3 separate regions of the Mus musculus genome follow, and all the other regions are linked to region 1. The links are chromatin contacts, called in public Hi-C and HiCAR-type maps. All regions are on one chromosome and are shown on one strand. Each heading gives the region's core, a stretch centred on a gene start, on an enhancer-like site or on the middle of the called end of the contact. The rest is flanking DNA. Distances are from core to core; before and after follow the strand shown.

Region 1 (3,447 bases), core at 612-3,111:
TAGATGGTTCTGAGCCACCACGCAGGTGCTGGGAGTTGAACTCAGGTCCTTTGGAAGAGCAACAAGTGCTCTTAACCACTGAGCCATCTCTCCAGTCCCACCTCCATCTGTTTCTTTGTATTGTCCTAGTCTGGTTTGTTTTATATTATTATTATTATAATGAGAGAAAGAAAGGGCGTGGATTTGGGTGGATGGGAAGGAGTTGGGGGGAGGGGAAACTGTAATCAGAATATTATATGGAAAAATATATTTTCAATTAAAAATTATTTTGTCTAGACTTTTGCCTAGACCAGTGAAATTAGCATTAAAGTCCACCACGATTCAGAGTGCATCTGGGGTTTAACACTGCTACACCGTGCTCCCTTCTCAGGACCCTTGTAGTCTCCTCCCAAATGGTTCCCATTCATCAGTTGGTCTCTTTCCCAATCATGGCTTACAGCTGGCTCATAGGAACATCCTAACTCAACACTTTCTTCTCCCAGTTGGGGTCAGACTACTCTTGACCATTTATGGGGCTGTCTGGGAACAAATTCTTGAATAATGAAATAGCAACCCACAGCTCCTGCTCACCTACACTATGCCCCCTGAGACTGAAAGAAAATTACCCACAATCCCCTGTGTTATCATCATCCTAATAATTTGCATGGGCAGGCATTGGTAGCAGGAACATGGCCTAGCCCAGTGGTCCTTGAGTGTGGTCTGACAATCCCTGGATATCTCTGAGATGTTTGCAGGTGCCACCTGAAAAATAAATGCCTGGTTTTCTGTGTGTGTGATGCAGGACTTTTGTGACAAACTAACCCAAAGGGCACCTCACAGCAAAGGCAAAGCTGAAAGCCAAGGTGTCTTTAATTAGGCTAGATATTCAAACAATTTGTAAAATGTAAGATAACTCTATTTGTCTAACTTATTTTATTTTTTATCTCCTTTTTGGATTTTGGAAATTGTGTGTATTTTCATGAAACTATTACTTTATGAGTTTATTATTATTTACAATGACTAAAGTACCAGATTTCTCTGTTTTAATTACCAATATGGTAAATTGCTAAATAGAACCACAAGGAAAGCTCCTCGGCAGTTTCACAGTTTTTTTTTTCTTTTTATATTTATTTATTTACTTATGTGTTTGTTTTTTTGTGTGTATGTGTATGGACACACATATGCCACAGCATGCATGTGGAGGTCAGGGGCACCTTGTGAGAGTGGGTTCTTTTCGTCTTCCATGTGGGTCCTAAGGCTCGAAGTCTGGTCATCAGGCTTAGTGGCAAGCACCTTTACCCACTGAGCCATCTCGTTGGTCCCTCAGTAGTTTTTAAGTGTAAAGGGGCTTAGGGACCTTGAAGTCTGAACAACACTGGTTTAAATCATCCACAGGTTCCGGGAAGCCCACTCTTAGCTGCCTGGTGGGAATTGGCAGACAACCTATGGCCTGATCGTTGTATTTACTCTAACTATATATTTTTTTTAAATTAGTTTTAGTTTTGGGTGTTTTACATTAGAGAGACTGGTGATTAGCTCTAAGATGGAATGATATTCTAAGGTCAGATTGCCTCACTTCTGAAGGTGCTTGAGAATGAGGAAACCGGTTACTTTCCTGATAACCCCTAAGATGTTAGACTTCTTCCCCCCCCCCCCCGACCCCCCACCCCCCGGAAGTCATGAGTGCATTGCAAAACTCTAGCTGAGCAGGGACTATGTCAAGAAGCCAAAGAAGTGAGTCTGTCATTGGTTCTTCATGAAATTCTGTCCTGTTTAGGCCTCAACACCAACCCAGTCCCTATTGGTCCTAAGGATCATGACAGAGAAGCCTCCTCCCACCCATCCCTGTGCTTGCTCTGACTTTCTTTCTCTGAGACCTTTCCTCTTTGGGCTTGGGCCCTCTGGCTTCTGTTTGTCCTGGAACCCTGGCTTTTCCTAGCAGGCTGTGACAGGCTACCCTGGATCTTGGTCTGTGTGCTGCTTTTGGCAGGAGTCTTTGTCCCAGCTCCAGCCCCATGCACTTGGATGCTGGCCACTTGGCCAGGCCAGCCCTGGCCCCATGGGATCCTGTGGAAGAGTTGAGCAGAGATGACAGGATGGAGTGGACTGTTTATAGAAGTCCCTCTGTATAGATTGGCATCCAAAGTGTGCTGTCATCTGCGGGGACCACAGGGATTTCTTCAGAGAGCCTGCCAGGGAGTGTGTTGTCTGCCAAGGGACTCCAGAGCAGCTGGAATCATGGTTTGTTTATTTCTTGATACTGTGACCATTTTTTATAAATAAGATCTTTTTATTTGAAAACTTAATTACTACTTTTACAGTCAAGTGTTGTGTAAAAGGTAACAACAATTACTACTTGCTACCATTTGTTAAGTCCCTTCAGTATGGCAGGTGAGGTGACTCACTCACTTCACAGTTATTTACTGGCTCCAACAATGAGCTAGACACCAAGGGACAGAAAGTAAAGCAGGTATTTGTGGAGCTTATAGTTTAATACAGGAGGACACACTGCATAGTAAAACACATATACGTTTATGGTACATCAGGCAGTGACAGACTCTGTGAGTAAAAATCAGACATAAAAAGTTGGAGAGAAAGAAGATGAAATTGTCTTTATGATGCCATGCTCTTATCGTTGAAAATCATCATAATTGCACAAAAATATGTTAGGACTAGTAAATTCAGTAAAGTTGCAGGTAAGATCAATATGTCTTTCTATGTTAAAATGCACAATCAAAAGAAAATTGAAATTTTTAATTATAAAATAAGCATGAAATGACAAAATACTAAGAAACACATTTTTCTTTCCTTTGTTCTTTTTTCTTCTTTTTTTCTTTTTTATTTCTTTTTTCTTTCTTTCCTTCCTTCCTTTCTTCCTTTTTTTTTTTTTTCTTTTGAGACAAGCTTCATTGTGTAGCCCTGGTTGGCCCAGAACTCTCTACATAGACCAGGTTGGCTTTGAACTCATAGAGATCTGCCTCCAGAGTACTGGGATTAAAACATGCACTATCATGCCTGGCTTACAATGTAAAATTTTTGTACACCAAGGGCGATTTCTTTCTTTCTCTCTCTTTCTCCTTCCTTCCTTCCTTCCTTCCTTCCTTCCTTCCTTTCTTTCTTTCTTTCTTCCTTCCTTCCTTCCCTCCCTCCCTCCCTCTCTCTTTCTTTCTTTTTCTTTCTCTCTCTCTTTTTTCTTTCTCTTTTCATTCTCTTTCTTTCTTTCCTTTTCCTTTTTCTTTTCTTTCTTTCTTTCTTTCTTTCTTTTTTTTTTTTTTTTGAGACAGGTTTTCTCTGTGTAGCCCTGGCTATCCTGGAACTCACTCTGTAGACCAGGCTGGCCTTGAGCTCAGAAATCCGTTTGCCTCTGCCTCTCAAGTGCTGGGATTAAAGGTGTGCTCCACCACTGCCCAGCGAATGATTTTTTTTTTTTTTGAATGTATCCCTCCAAATGTCTGTGTTGAAAGTTAA
Region 2 (3,447 bases), core at 347-2,846, 740 kb after region 1:
AGGTTGTTCTCACAAGAAGATCATTTGGAGAAAGTAATGTATGATCAGTCTCTAGGTGTAAGTTCTGAACCTGCATACCAATCTTAGTATCAACATAGAAGATTTGAAAGATGATTTGATTGTATTCTGATAGGAATCAAACCCAAACAGCAAAGTAAACTGTGTGCACAGCTTTGTACTATGGATGAAGGGGTCAATGCTTGTGTGCTCTGAATCTACCCTTTCAGGAACACAGTTTCATTTGTATTCTTAGACAGTGTGATTTAGGTACAAGGTGAAGCCCAAAAAGAATTTATCAGGGAGACAAGAGAAGATCACTTGATTGTCCAGAGGGGACAGGCATGCATCTTTTTTACCCTGGATGCCCATGGCCTGTTCCTCGGGTGCATTTCTTTAACAGACTAGAGAGCAGGTTCTGACGGAATGGTGTGATGTCAACAGGACCTTCAGAATGTTTGAGCCCATTTAGCTACTATCACCGCCCTCCTCACAGTTGTGAGACAGAGCTCTGGGTACACTCTGAATGTGCCTGGAAGGACTAGAGCTTGAGAGACCAGAGCAGGTGCTCACACGGGCGTCACCCAATGCTGTGCTAGGCTGAGTATCAGGCGCTGCGCTGTGTTTCTTCAGAGAGAGAGTCTTGGCGTATGTCAGGGATCCACTGGAGTCTCAGGATGGACAACTGGTGATACAGTGGGAACAGAATCAGGTTTTAGATTAGGGGAAACAAAACAAAAGGTAATGTGAGATAAAGGGGAAAGAGTGAAAACAGGGAGGGGGACAGTCAAGAGGAATCTTGTCCACCAATGACTGCCCTTGAGAAGGAGCCACAAGGAGGACAGTGTGGGCTACTTGGGCTGTATTTTTAACAAGATTTAATTGCCTGTGAATTTATAATGGCTCATAGACATATAAAGAGGTAATATCAAAGAAAACAGGTGTGTAAAATCATCCATACTGACCCAACTGGAAACATGACTGGCAATAGCCATTCTTCCCATTGGCAAACCCACGGTGGCCTAGCCACAGTCAGGGGACACACTCTACACAAGTCCACCTTCTCATGTGTAAAGCAGGTGGATTACAGTTCTTCACAGATTACAAGGACTACATGAGGTATTCTTTATGCACAGATTAAATTCTAGTTTCATAACGAATCAAAAACAGCGGCTGGAGAGATGGCTCGGTGGTTAAGAGCACTCAGAGGTCCTGAGTTCAATTCCCAGCAACCACATGGTGATTCACAACCATCTATAAAGGAATCTGATGCCCTCTTCTGGCACACAGGTGTATATGCAGATAAAGCACTCATCCATAAAATAAATAGATTTTTTTTAATTACAAAAAATAATCAGGAATGATGGCATGGAGCTCCATGGTGAAGTGCTTCCCTGCATGTGTGAAGTCCTACATTCAAGTCCCATTACCTCAAAAGAAGAAAAAAAAAAACTTTCAGCCACCATTAACTATTTAACCACTGCAACTTTTTATTTTTCTTTTGTTTTAGTAAAAGAAGACTACACAGAGATAGCCTGGAGTTGGAATCAAGCGGGGCTGTCTCCTTGGTTGGGAAACCAAAGACAACAGGATTCCATCATGTCCACACCAGTTGCCTCAGATACCACACCACGGCTTCAGAAGCCAACGAAAGGTCAAAAGAAAAAAGTGCCTGTGAAAGCAACGATAGGTGTGTGTCACCCTTGGCGCTTTCGCCCCTGGTCCCCAGAAGAATGCAGGGTGGGACAGTACAGCCCCTCCCTCTTCCCCAACCATTCTGAGTCAAGTTCTGCAAGGGCATGGCAAGGGCTGTCCTGCTGAGCCAGGAGGTCACTTCTTGTTCACTTTTTGTAGCTTCAGACAGAAGATCCGAGATGTCACCTGTCTCCTCAAAGGAGTCCTGCAAGCAGAATGATTCAGGGAAACAGGTGCCAGCGGACAGTGTTTGCTTGGCAAAAAAAGGTGCGTAGGAACTCAGCTCGAAGCCACCTTTGTAGATAAGCATATACCTGGTGGGGGAAGCATTCCTCTTGCTGTCTTCAGGTGTTACATGTAAATTCCTCACTAGGCTTGAGAAGGGGAGAGCCCAGCATTGGCCAAGTGGGTGCCTCTCATGGTCACGTGGGGTCTTCTGTTCCTGCAGCTCCACAGGTCACCAGTATTCTGGCTTCCAGTGATGGCTCTGCAGGGGATGTCCCTGAGCAGAGATCCAAGAGGAAAAAGGGCCAAAGAAAAAGAAAACTGGACAATATCAAGATGGGTAGGTGTCTGCCCCTTGACATTCTTTTTTTTTTAATATTTTTATTACATATTTTCCTCAATTACATTTCCAATGCTATCTCAAAAGTCCCCCATACCCTCCCCCCCACTTCCCTACCCACCCATTCCCAGTTTTTTGGCCCTGGCGTTCCCCTGTACTGGGGCATATACAGTTTGTGTGTCCAATGGGCCTCTCTTTCCAGTGATGGCCGACTAGGCCATCTTTTGATACATATGCAGCTAGAGTCAAGAGCTCGGGGGTACTGGTTAGTTCATAATGTTGTTCCATCTATAGGGTTGCAGATCCCTTTAGCTCCTTGGGTACTTTCTCTAGCTCCTCCATTGGGAGCCCTGTGATCCATCCAATAGCTGACTGTGAGCATCCACTTCTGTGTTTGCTAGGCCCCGGCATAGGCCCCTTGACATTCTTGTCCAAGTATAAATGCAACTTGAAATAGCATACCACTGTGCCTAGTTCCTCCCTCTTCCCAAACTCTTCTAAATCAAGTTTTACAAGGCCAGAGCAAGGGGTGTCCTGATGATCTAGGACATCAACTTTATTCTTCACTTTTGTAGCAATTGTAGATAAAAGATCAGCAAATTCATTTATCTCCCTGGGGTGTCTTACAGGCAGAATGATCCACAGAAAGAGGTACCAGAGAACAGCTGGAGCTTGATAAAATATTTCATTGTAACTCAATGTCTACTCTAATGTGTAGATAAGTGAAAGCAATTTCTGCCAGATGTTTCTAGATGTCACATGGAATTCTGAGAAGGGAAGAACCCAACCATGTCCAGGTTGTCTTCTTGTGGTCATGTGAGGTCTCTTCCTGCAGATCCAGAAGTCTGTGTCACTCTTGCCTCCAGTGATGCCTCGGCAGGGGATGTCCCTGTGCAGCGAACCAAAAGGAAGAGGGCTCACAAGACAAGGACACTTGTGGATGTCAAAGCAGGTATATGTCCATTCTTGTCCCTGCATGAAGAGCCAGTCACAGCCAAGTTACTACCGTCACTTAGTCTTCGAGAAGTGACGGATTCCTGAGCAGTGGTCAGGAGGTTGCCAGTGTTCTCAGCCTGGCCACATCCATGGTTATACTGAGAAGCTCTTATTCCCACAGCTATCCAAGAGGGCAGCGTGCTGGCCTCCAGCACAGCCACCCCTGAAGCTGCCCCTGGAGCCACCTCAAAGCT
Region 3 (3,447 bases), core at 694-3,193, 660 kb after region 1:
AGCATCTATGTAACGAAACTGCCAACAAAACCAAGAGAAGCAAGGTTTGGGAGCTTCCCAGCTGGCGAGTGCAGATGTATATGTTAACCAAGGACCACCCTTTAGCACAGACTCAGACGGGGAGACACATATGGAGCCCTATTTAGCCAAGGACATCCAATGACTAACGCACGTGATGCTTCCTACGTGTTTAATAGATTACCCAAGATTAGCATTATTCAGTAATCAACTATGAAGACAAGGAACCTCCAAAATGCTTCCCTCCAGTCGGCTCGCTAAAGCTACCCACACATTGCTGGTGTGGTTAGCCAGCTTTTTAAATTGAGTTTTCCCTTCTTTCATTAAACAAAAGGCCAATAATGGGGGGGGGGATTTTATGTTCTTTCCACAAATCTAGTGGGGAAAACAGGTTTATTTAAGACCACTTTTTTCCCTTTGTGACCATGTGAGTCTTTATCTTGTTCTCTTAACTCAACACATAAAATCCCCCATGTCCTTAATGTTCCCTCCACCTGCCCAGCGAGAGCCCAGCAGAGACTGCCAACAATAATACTGCACTGCGTGTTTACATTTCCAAATTACTTTCACACACATTGCCCTGTTTCATTTTCTTTCCAGAGCAGAAATAGCTATGGCCATCTTCCTTTTTAAATAGGAGAAACTCGAGACCTCAGAAACAACATCATGCACATATGAAGAAGTTTTTATTCTGTACATTCCTGTGTTGTGTTTCCATAAGCTATTTTACCTGGTCCTTTGGATACCTTGTAAGACCAACACTATTAAGTGACCCACAATATAGACAATGAAACAGGAACTGAAGAGGCTGATGATTCCTCATAGAGCTCACAAAGTAGGGAGGGGTGTCCTCAACGCTTGAGTGCAAAAAGCCATCTCCTGGCTCCCTGCCCGGCTACCTCTGTGTTTCTATCTGATTAAATCTTTCAGGCTGGTTCCATCCGGCCGTATTCCAAGCAACAGGTCCTGATGTTCCATGCCCCTGCCTCAGCTCCTGTCTACTAATGATCTCACTGTTAAGGCTGGCAAAGTTAGCTCAATGAACTGTACCTCATCAGATGCCTGACCATCCTGAGACCCAGCTGGCTCAACTCATCGGACGATGAGAAAATTAAATGTTCTATTGTCTAAGGAATGGGGAATGACGTGGTGTTTGGAGCATGCTCCAGTAGGGCCTTCAGTAAGCAATGTTGTTGGTGGTAATAAGACTACAGATAGGACCTGCTGGAGACAATGAGGAAATGCCATCTGCTTGAATTCTCCCATCTGATGAGGAGGATACCAAGGCCCAAGATTGGAAGTGAGTTGTCCATGGGTGTTCAGTCACATGGCACAGCTGGGGCTGGAAGCAGAGACCAGTATGTCCAGGGCTCTCTCTATGGATCACACCACCCATGGACCGCAACTCGGTTTCGCTCTGACAGTCATGGGAGTTTATATAACTGGAGCTCAGAACTCTTTTCTGTTTTCAAGCCTGATGACCTGTCCTTGGCCACAAGGAGCACTCTCCCCAGCCTCCTTCCCTGATACTTTCTCTTCTCTGAGGTCCCATTGCCATCTCTTCAACGCAGCTTCAATATGGAGACTTGGCATGCCAGGATCTAGCATATGACTTTGGTCTGATTTTAGAGTACACAGTATGGGCCTGGAAAATGTTTGTTCAGTCTATTCACAGATTCACAAGTAGGAATAAATCACCATTTTGGTGAAAAGACATTGAAACCACTAATAAAAATAGAATCAGGACTATGGTTTTCCTGGCAGTGTGCAAGTTCAGTGACCCCCTCACCCAGCTGCCAAAATAAACAGCACTGGGATTCCCATTTTGTACCTCGAGGGCGGGTGGTTCCCCCAAGATGGTGAGGGTTCGTAACTAGCACAGTGATTTCAGCTGGGGCTCTCCCTGCAACCCTTTGGCAGAGTCAGCACCAGCCACTAGATGTGCCGCCTCAGCCATTGCCCCACACTGCCAGCCCCGCAGGTGAAGAGCCTGAGCCGGGCCCACCTCAACACTAAACGTTATGGTTCTCAGAAGTTCTGCAACTCGTGATACTTGCATCCTCCTCACAAACCACAGGGCCGAAGACAGGGCTTTGCAGGCAGATGTGATTGGTTTGAGGCCCCTGCTGGGTCGGGCAGGGCTGGGGATGTTCTCCACTGCTGGGCAGAATGACTGAAGGAAGGATAGAAGCATCCTTTTGGAGGACAGTCATTTCTAAGCTTCATTTGGCTTCACTGGAGAAAAGCCTTCTGTTTGGGGCCTGAGATCTGCATCTCGTGTTTACGTGGAACAAGCTTTGAATCAAAGTCAGTAGCTGGAGGAACCTGCAATGCATTCTGGGCCCAACTGCAGTCTGACTGCACCCTCAGATAACTTCAGCTGACTCTCTGACTCCCTCTTGGGCTCTTCTTCCCCCGGAAGCTCCAGGCAGCCTGGGGAGCCCTGGAAGTCTCAGTTGAAGCCATGCTCTCTCACCGCCAGTACCTGAGTCTCCTCCCTCTGTGTTGATTGATACTTGAAAACTTAGATGTCCATGTGGCTGCCCCTCAGCAATAGAAAAGCCACTTTCTGGGTTACCTCTGGCTTACATTTCTTTCTTACACAATGGAGCCTCCAACGCTCAGTTGCTAGTGACCACAGACTTTACACAGGATCAGAATGGACTTCAGGTCCCCTGGACCTGACAGCAGGGACAGCCTCGGTGCACTCTTGGCTGGCAGACTCTCTAGAAGAAGCTCTCTAGAAGAGCTCTGCCATGCTCTCTGTCTGTGTCCATCTCCTAGCAACAAGAATTTAGTAGGATGGTTCTAAGGGTGAGGATGCCTCCTGTTCTTCATGAACCCTTCATGACAAGCAGGGACAACCTTTTCTCTTTTCTGTTCTTTTAAAAACAGAGCCTCCTTTATCATAGGCTGACCTTGAACTCACTTTGAAGACAGAAATGCCCTCAAACTCTTGATCCTGTACTTCCAGGTTCCAAGTGTTGGAATTAAGACATAAGACATACATGTCCCACCACTGGGAGTTTATGCAGTGCTAGAGCTAAAACCCAGGGCTTCTGGATAAGCACTCTACCAACTGAGCTTCATCTCCTTGCCCCTTTCCTTTCAGCTGTGGATCAGACCCATTCCCCCTTCTGTTCAGCATGTACTCTGGCCTCAGACTTTTGAAAAGCATCAGTGGCTTTGAATATGACCTGGGAAAGAGCAGAAGGGTAGGCCTCCAACCTTTCCCTTCTCTACTGCTGTGATCTGGGGGCCTCCCCTGTGACATTCCTTTGCTCTGCTGTTTGGGTTTTTTGTCAACTTGACATAAACCTAGAAAGTCCTGAGAAGAGAGCATCTCAATTGAGGAACTGTCGACAGCAGATCGGCCCATAGGCAAATCAGTGGGCACTCTTCTCTTAACTGATGGCTGATGTGAGAGAA

The links. Hi-C and Micro-C count contacts between places; a contact is called where the count stands out from the background. HiCAR-type assays count read pairs that join an accessible place to other places.
Region 2: a contact with region 1 is called in a Hi-C map of bone marrow-derived macrophages, with 29 read pairs. The contact joins the promoter of Spdye4c here to the promoter of Acoxl in region 1. A contact is called at or near these places in 19 of 39 promoter capture datasets (the 3T3-L1 cell line, 3T3-L1-derived adipocytes, the C10 cell line and 13 more), 3 of 484 Hi-C or Micro-C datasets (the CH12 cell line, bone marrow-derived macrophages and nephron progenitors) and 3 of 9 other capture datasets (adipose tissue, embryonic stem cells and liver).
Region 3: a contact with region 1 is called in a HiCAR-type map of fibro-adipogenic progenitors, with 9 times the contacts expected there. The contact joins the enhancer-like site here to the promoter of Acoxl in region 1. A contact is called at or near these places in 13 of 39 promoter capture datasets (the 3T3-L1 cell line, 3T3-L1-derived adipocytes, the C10 cell line and 8 more), 1 of 484 Hi-C or Micro-C datasets (bone marrow-derived macrophages), 2 of 115 datasets of contacts at active chromatin or transcription factors (embryonic stem cells and fibro-adipogenic progenitors) and 1 of 9 other capture datasets (macrophages).

The regions. Positions count from the first base shown.
Region 1 is chr2:127,852,767-127,856,213 of GRCm38.p6, forward strand. Acoxl (acyl-Coenzyme A oxidase-like) reads left to right here and starts at 1,862. Exons shown (of 18, transcript NM_028765.3): 1 at 1,862-2,220. The coding sequence starts at 2,068.
Region 2 is chr2:128,590,745-128,594,191 of GRCm38.p6, forward strand. It overlaps Spdye4c (speedy/RINGO cell cycle regulator family, member E4C), which reads left to right and starts at 1,597. Exons shown (of 9, transcript NM_001310641.1): 1 at 1,597-1,687; 2 at 1,852-1,959; 3 at 2,141-2,257; 4 at 3,093-3,209; 5 at 3,375-3,447. The coding sequence starts at 1,597. It overlaps Gm36203 (a long non-coding RNA gene), which reads right to left and starts at 1,169. Exons shown (of 9, transcript XR_866725.3): 1 at 357-1,169; 2 at 1-70.
Region 3 is chr2:128,514,983-128,518,429 of GRCm38.p6, forward strand. All of the region lies in intron 1 of Gm39928 (a long non-coding RNA gene), which reads right to left. Among named protein-coding and RNA genes, the nearest start is that of Gm39927, 5.2 kb to the right of the region's middle. Within about 2 kb of position 1,944, at least 8 of the 459 cell types and tissues checked have an H3K27ac peak or open chromatin away from gene starts, as enhancers often do. A contact at or near this core is called in fibro-adipogenic progenitors, where this site is marked.